Regions from separate parts of the Mus musculus genome. Here region 1 is linked to region 2. The links are chromatin contacts, called in public promoter capture Hi-C maps. All regions are on one chromosome and are shown on one strand. Each heading gives the region's core, a stretch centred on a gene start, on an enhancer-like site or on the middle of the called end of the contact. The rest is flanking DNA. Distances are from core to core; before and after follow the strand shown.

What was found. Promoter capture Hi-C pulls out the DNA fragments that hold promoters and counts their contacts.
Region 1: a contact with region 2 is called in a promoter capture Hi-C map of trophoblast stem cells, with 4 times the contacts expected there. The contact joins the promoter of Slc19a3 here to the enhancer-like site in region 2. A contact is called at or near these places in 18 of 39 promoter capture datasets (the 3T3-L1 cell line, 3T3-L1-derived adipocytes, the C10 cell line and 11 more), 5 of 484 Hi-C or Micro-C datasets (the HPC-7 cell line, cranial neural crest, differentiating embryonic stem cells and 1 more), 5 of 115 datasets of contacts at active chromatin or transcription factors (embryonic stem cells, pancreatic cancer cells and stem cell-derived neural progenitor cells) and 3 of 9 other capture datasets (adipose tissue, liver and pancreatic islet).

The regions. Positions count from the first base shown.
Region 1 is chr1:83,037,027-83,039,726 of GRCm38.p6, reverse strand. Slc19a3 (solute carrier family 19, member 3) reads left to right here and starts at 1,279. Exons shown (of 7, transcript NM_030556.2): 1 at 1,279-1,357.
Region 2 is chr1:82,794,101-82,796,800 of GRCm38.p6, reverse strand. No RefSeq gene overlaps it. Among named protein-coding and RNA genes, the nearest start is that of Gm34286, 14 kb to the left of the region's middle. Within about 2 kb of position 1,365, at least 121 of the 459 cell types and tissues checked have an H3K27ac peak or open chromatin away from gene starts, as enhancers often do. A contact at or near this core is called in adipose tissue, pancreatic cancer cells and trophoblast stem cells, where this site is marked.

The DNA.
Region 1 (2,700 bases), core at 30-2,529, 240 kb before region 2:
CTCCTTCCATGGGTGTTTTGTTCCTGGGAGATCTTTTCCACAAAGAAAAGGTTAGCATCGATAGAGTTAAACCACCTGGAGGAGTGACTGACAGATACATAGCATATATAATTATACTTTTATATATTTTTAAAATATATAATTATATATAATTAATAACTTCTTAATAAGTGATTTTTAGTGTGATTTTCTTACATGCAAATGTGGAGAAGAGTGCAGAAATTTGCCAAGAGCCACATGCAAGTCAGTAACTATGTAAGCATGGCTAGCCCCTCCTGTGTGGCTACTCTCACCCTTTCCAACACAGGATTCAGAGTAACTTCTCCCAATCTGTCTCTCACTGATGGGTATGGAGCAGACCACGACACTACCTTTCACCTTTCAAACTATGTCACACACTTTCTGGGAGAGCCAGTTTTGCTAAAACAGTGTTGCCCAATGCACAGAATTCTCCCACACCCAAGGCGTGGCTCCACACTCACAGGCAGCCTTTACATAAACCACGGTGGGGAGGCAGGAGGAAAATCCAAAGTAGAGGTGCGGAGGTTCAAGACTGTTAACCAAGGTCATTTCTGCTTGCTGGGGTTGCTGTAAAGTCAAGCAGTGTTTCTTTGGAGGACTATTGTTTACTTCCCTAAATTAATTTTTAAAATTTTAAGTATTTCCATTTTAACCAGTAGGAAATCTATGTTAAATAAGTAAAGTTAAATTTAAAAGCCTTTGGGAGCTGGTATATATAGCTCAGTGGAACATACCTGTGGCACAAGGACCTGGGAACCGTTTGTGCCAAATATGAACTATTTGTACCAAAACACTCTTAAAGCGCCAGGAAAACACCCGCCCATAACGTTGGGGTCTGGAGGGACAGTGCTTATAAATTTGGCTCTGAGGCCAGAATGTCCTAACCGAAAGCTATGCCTCTCTAAGCCTAACAGCTCTGCCTCTTTAGTAGTCCTTTTCTTCGTTTGCAAACTGGAAATCACAGTCTACCTTTCTCCTGATTGTTAGTTGAAATAAACGAATTCATAGGAAGAGACAAATGGAGCAGAGGATCAGACCTGGTTTCCCTTCTTCTTGCCCTACTACGTTGACGTGGAGAGTCAGCACATTGCTTGAGGTTGCTCTCTTCAGGTACTGGCTTCACTTTTTTAGCGCTTTACAAACTGGCTGAGGGACCTCTGCTTCTAGCCTCCGGATCAAAGACCTGGGGGCTTCATTAGCATATGCAAAGTTGGGCGCGGCTTTGGTCCTGCGGGACTGACCCGGTGACCAAGTCCATCTTTACTTGAGATCGCCGACCCACATAGCTGAAAGTGCTACATATCCGGGACAAGTGAGCAGCACTAGCTTTCTATAGGTAAGACCTCCCACGGAGCGTAGTTAATTAAAGTCCAGAAACCCTGGGCCGCCCGCCTTTCCTCTCCCCTCTCTAATTTGGAGGCGGGGTGGGGGTGGGAGACAGTAGAGGAGCCTGCGCAGCCGCCGTACGCCGTACGCCTGCGCCAGCCTGTAAACAGGCTTGCTTCAGTTTCTGGGACCTTCTGTCTGCTGCTTTCCTGGCCTGCTGAAACCTACCCAACGTGGTCTAGCCCGGATTCCTATACAGCCCTCCCTAAGAGCAGATTAAGTAAAAACCACCATTCTGTTCTCGTGTCAGCAGCTGCCATGGTCACACCCAGCTTCCCAGGTTTTAGCTAAAAAGCAATTTTAGCACAGAATGCCAAATCCCAAGCCAGGAAATGAGAAGTTACCTCCAAAAGAGGAAAGAAAAGGTGAACTTTGAAATTAAAAGAACCAAGACTGTTGAGAACTATCTTAATGGAAATGAAAATAAAACCAGGCATCTATCAATCAGGTCGGTGTTCCCTCCGTAAGAAAAATGTTTTCTAAAACTGGAAAGAGTCTGATTCTGCCAGGATCCACGCGCGCTGCTGTCTCTCAAGGCATTTTTTGCATTAAACATGCATTTTTAAGCTAAGACATTAACTAATTTTTCAAATATGTTTTTCTTCGGGTTGCCTCGGTAGTAGCAGCAATGGACCTATCAACTTTGTTTAGTCCGTTTTGCTATTGGAACAAATTCTGTAATAGAAAATACAGCTTGAGAATTCAACAGTGTCATAGGACACGATTGGAGCAGTTTAGTTTAATGCTCCAAAGGGGTTCTAGAAAAGACACTTCATTGCATAAGGTAGCGCTCCCACGGGCTGGGCAAAAAAAAAAAAAAAAAAAAAAAAAAAAAAAAAGAGGTAGTTTTATAGAAAGAGTGAAGACTGTACAGGTCATTTCAGGGTTATTGTCTTTGTTTGGCAGTAACGTAGGCAGACGAATAGTGGTAAGTTAGCTGTAGATGACTACTGGCACTTGTTCCGATGGCCTTCTTTAATTTGTTTTATCTAACAGGCATAAATAGTCCAAGATGAATTTTATTCTGCCTCCAAACCCCTCGCCATTCACATAAAGTTTTCTGCTGTCAACTTCTTTGAAAACTATCCTTAAACGGTAAGAACCCAGAAACACCTGCGGTTCTGGTAGTATCTGTTATTTGTGCTGAGAAATAGGCTTAGCTGCCCTGTGCTGAGAGCTGAATGGAATACACCCTGGCCAGAGCTCTTACCTGAGTCATCTCACTGAGCTATTATTATTCTGTATCAGAAGATTAGCACAGCTGGAGCCAGGGAGATACAGGTGACTCAAGCA
Region 2 (2,700 bases), core at 116-2,615:
CCCCCGTTTACCTTGCTCACACCTGATTTTTTTTTCAGATTTATTTTAATGTATTTGTATATACATATGGCGGGAGTGGTGGATGCGTACATGGGAGAGAGCACTTTGTGGAGACCAGAAGAAGGTAATACCCTTAAGGCTGGAGTTACAGGCAGTTTGTGCATCTGAGTTACAAGCATTGGGTGCATCTGTTGCGGATGCTCAGAGTTGAAGCCGAGACCTTTGAAGACCAGTACACACTCTTCACCACTGAGCCGTATCTTTGGAGCCTGACTGTTGGCTTTGGTTTCCTATACAGATGGAGTTTCACTATGCTGTAGGCTGGTCTCAAACTTCTGAGCTTAAACATTCCTCTCACCTCTGCACCCTCCCATCGGTCTTCCCAAGCCATACGCTGGGATTCCAGCTGTAGGCCACCACATCTCGAGTTTGCACAGGAGACTTCCTCCTGCACGAGCATTTCCTCCCTGGGCTGCGTCGTGGCCATGTGGCAACGTTTCTTCCTTTGCTTCGCCTGTCTCTGCTTGCTCCTTCCCTCTCCTTGTTGCTGGCACCGGCTCTTCTGAGTCAGACAGTGCTGGGCTTCTTCAGGCTTGGCAGATAATTCTTCCTAACGCTATCTCACCTCTGGCTCGGGTCTTGACACTCATGCCTGCTGAACACACGGTTCCTCCCATGAGCTCCTGGTTGAGACATCTTCCTGGACTGAGTACTTTCTGAAATTCCTATTTCGAGTCCTGGCGGTTTACTGTTTCCTTGGCTACTAAAATCTCCTAAGGTAAACTGCTCTTTCCTGTTTCTGCCCACAGACTAGGGGATTCTCTTATAAAGGACTCTCTAAACATACCATGTTCTCATTGTTTTGAATTAAAACAAAACAAAAACCTAAAATAGCACCTTAAGGAAGGAAGGGTTTATTCTGGCTCGAGGTTTGAGGGCCCGTCTATCCCAGCAGGGAAGTCACAGCTGCGGAATGCGAGGCAGGTCACACCTCATCTACAGTCAGGAAGTAGAGAGATGGTCCCTGACTCTCAGATTGCTTTCTGTTTCAGCATCTGGTCTAGGGTCTCAGTCTATAAGACAGTGCTTCCCACATCTGGGGTGAGTGTCTCCTGTACATTTTTTTTTTCACCTGAGCACACCATGGATTCTGCTACGCAGGAGGATTCCAACAAATGTGTACTAAATGGAAGACCCTTGGTTAATTGGACCCTCCAGGAGACTATGCATTGCTTCAGTTCAGTTCTGAGCACTTTGAACTGGGCTCTGGTTACTTACAAATGTCAAGGCGGCCTCCTCTCAAAGTTCAGCTGCTTCTCAAGTTTCCATTTCCCCATAACTGTCATCAGTTGACAAAACTGTAAGTCTAAAGCATAGTTATTTGATGAGTCATGAACCCCACCTAGAGTGTTGTTGTGGACACTGGGCCTCACATAGGTAGAGGTTTCCTAAGCTTTTAATAAATATTTTTAATACCTGCAAGTGAGGTCATGTTTTAGTAATCGGATATCTCTATGCTCAGGGAGCTCAGACCATTCATAGTCTGGGTTGGGTAGTTAGTGACACATATAAAAGATGGTAAAGATAAATTAATCCAGGAGCTGGCAAGGTGGCTCAGTGGTTAAGAGCACTGACTGCTCTTCCTGAGGTCCTGAGTTCAAATCCCAGCAACCACATGGTGGCTCACAACCATCAGTAATGAGATCTGACGCCCTCTTCTGGTGCATCTGAAGACAGCTACAGTGTACTTAGATATAATAATAAATAAATCTTCTGACCAGGGTGAGTGGGACAGACCGGAGCGAGCAACCTTCATTCCTAGCAATCACATGATGGCTCACAACCATCGGTACAGCTACAGTGTACCCATATACATTAAATAAACAAACAAATAAATAAATAAACAAATAGATCTTTTAAAAAAAGATAAACTAATCCAGGTGAGAGCATTGAGAGAAAGGGCAGGTCACATGACTGTTGAGCTATGGGGGTGAGGGAAGCTTCTATAGAAGACAACAGGAAGTAGGACCTGCAGTGTCTGGGAAGCAATAGGAAAAAAATGAAACTCTAGGAAATCCCCATTCTCTCCGATGGGCTTGAGAGAGGAGTCATTGAATTGGTTTTTACTTGGCCTGCCTATAGGGGTGGGAGAACTGATCAAAAGACAACCAACTTGGAATAACCAGAAGCAAACGAGCATATGTGGAAACTTCAAGGATCACACAGACACTGCATGGCAGACCTGTGCCCACAGGCCAAGGAACTACGCAGATAGGGTAACGGACCGATCTGTGTCCCAGCGACAGCTCCTTCCTTTCTGTACTGTGTCTTCTCTGTAAATATCAGGAGTGGTTGCTTGGAGTTCTTGCCCTCATAGGCTGGACTTCAGGAAAACTCTAAAGGCAGTATCTTCAGACTCAATAATACCTGCCCAGCAAAATTCTAAACACGATACCTTGGGCTCAATAGTATCTGCCTAGCAAGCTCATGTACCCCCTCATGGGAAGGAAGGAGCAGGCAAGAGGCACCGGTCTCCCACAGAGAATCCAGACAGCCTGCAGAGTCCATAAGCCCAAACACACGGGCTCCCCATCCCTTCCCACAAGCCCTCCAAGTAGAACAGCTTGCTGAAGGAGGAGGTGGGTCCCTGCTGTTACAAAAGACACTCTAAGCTGCCTGAGGCTACCAAGAATTGTCAAC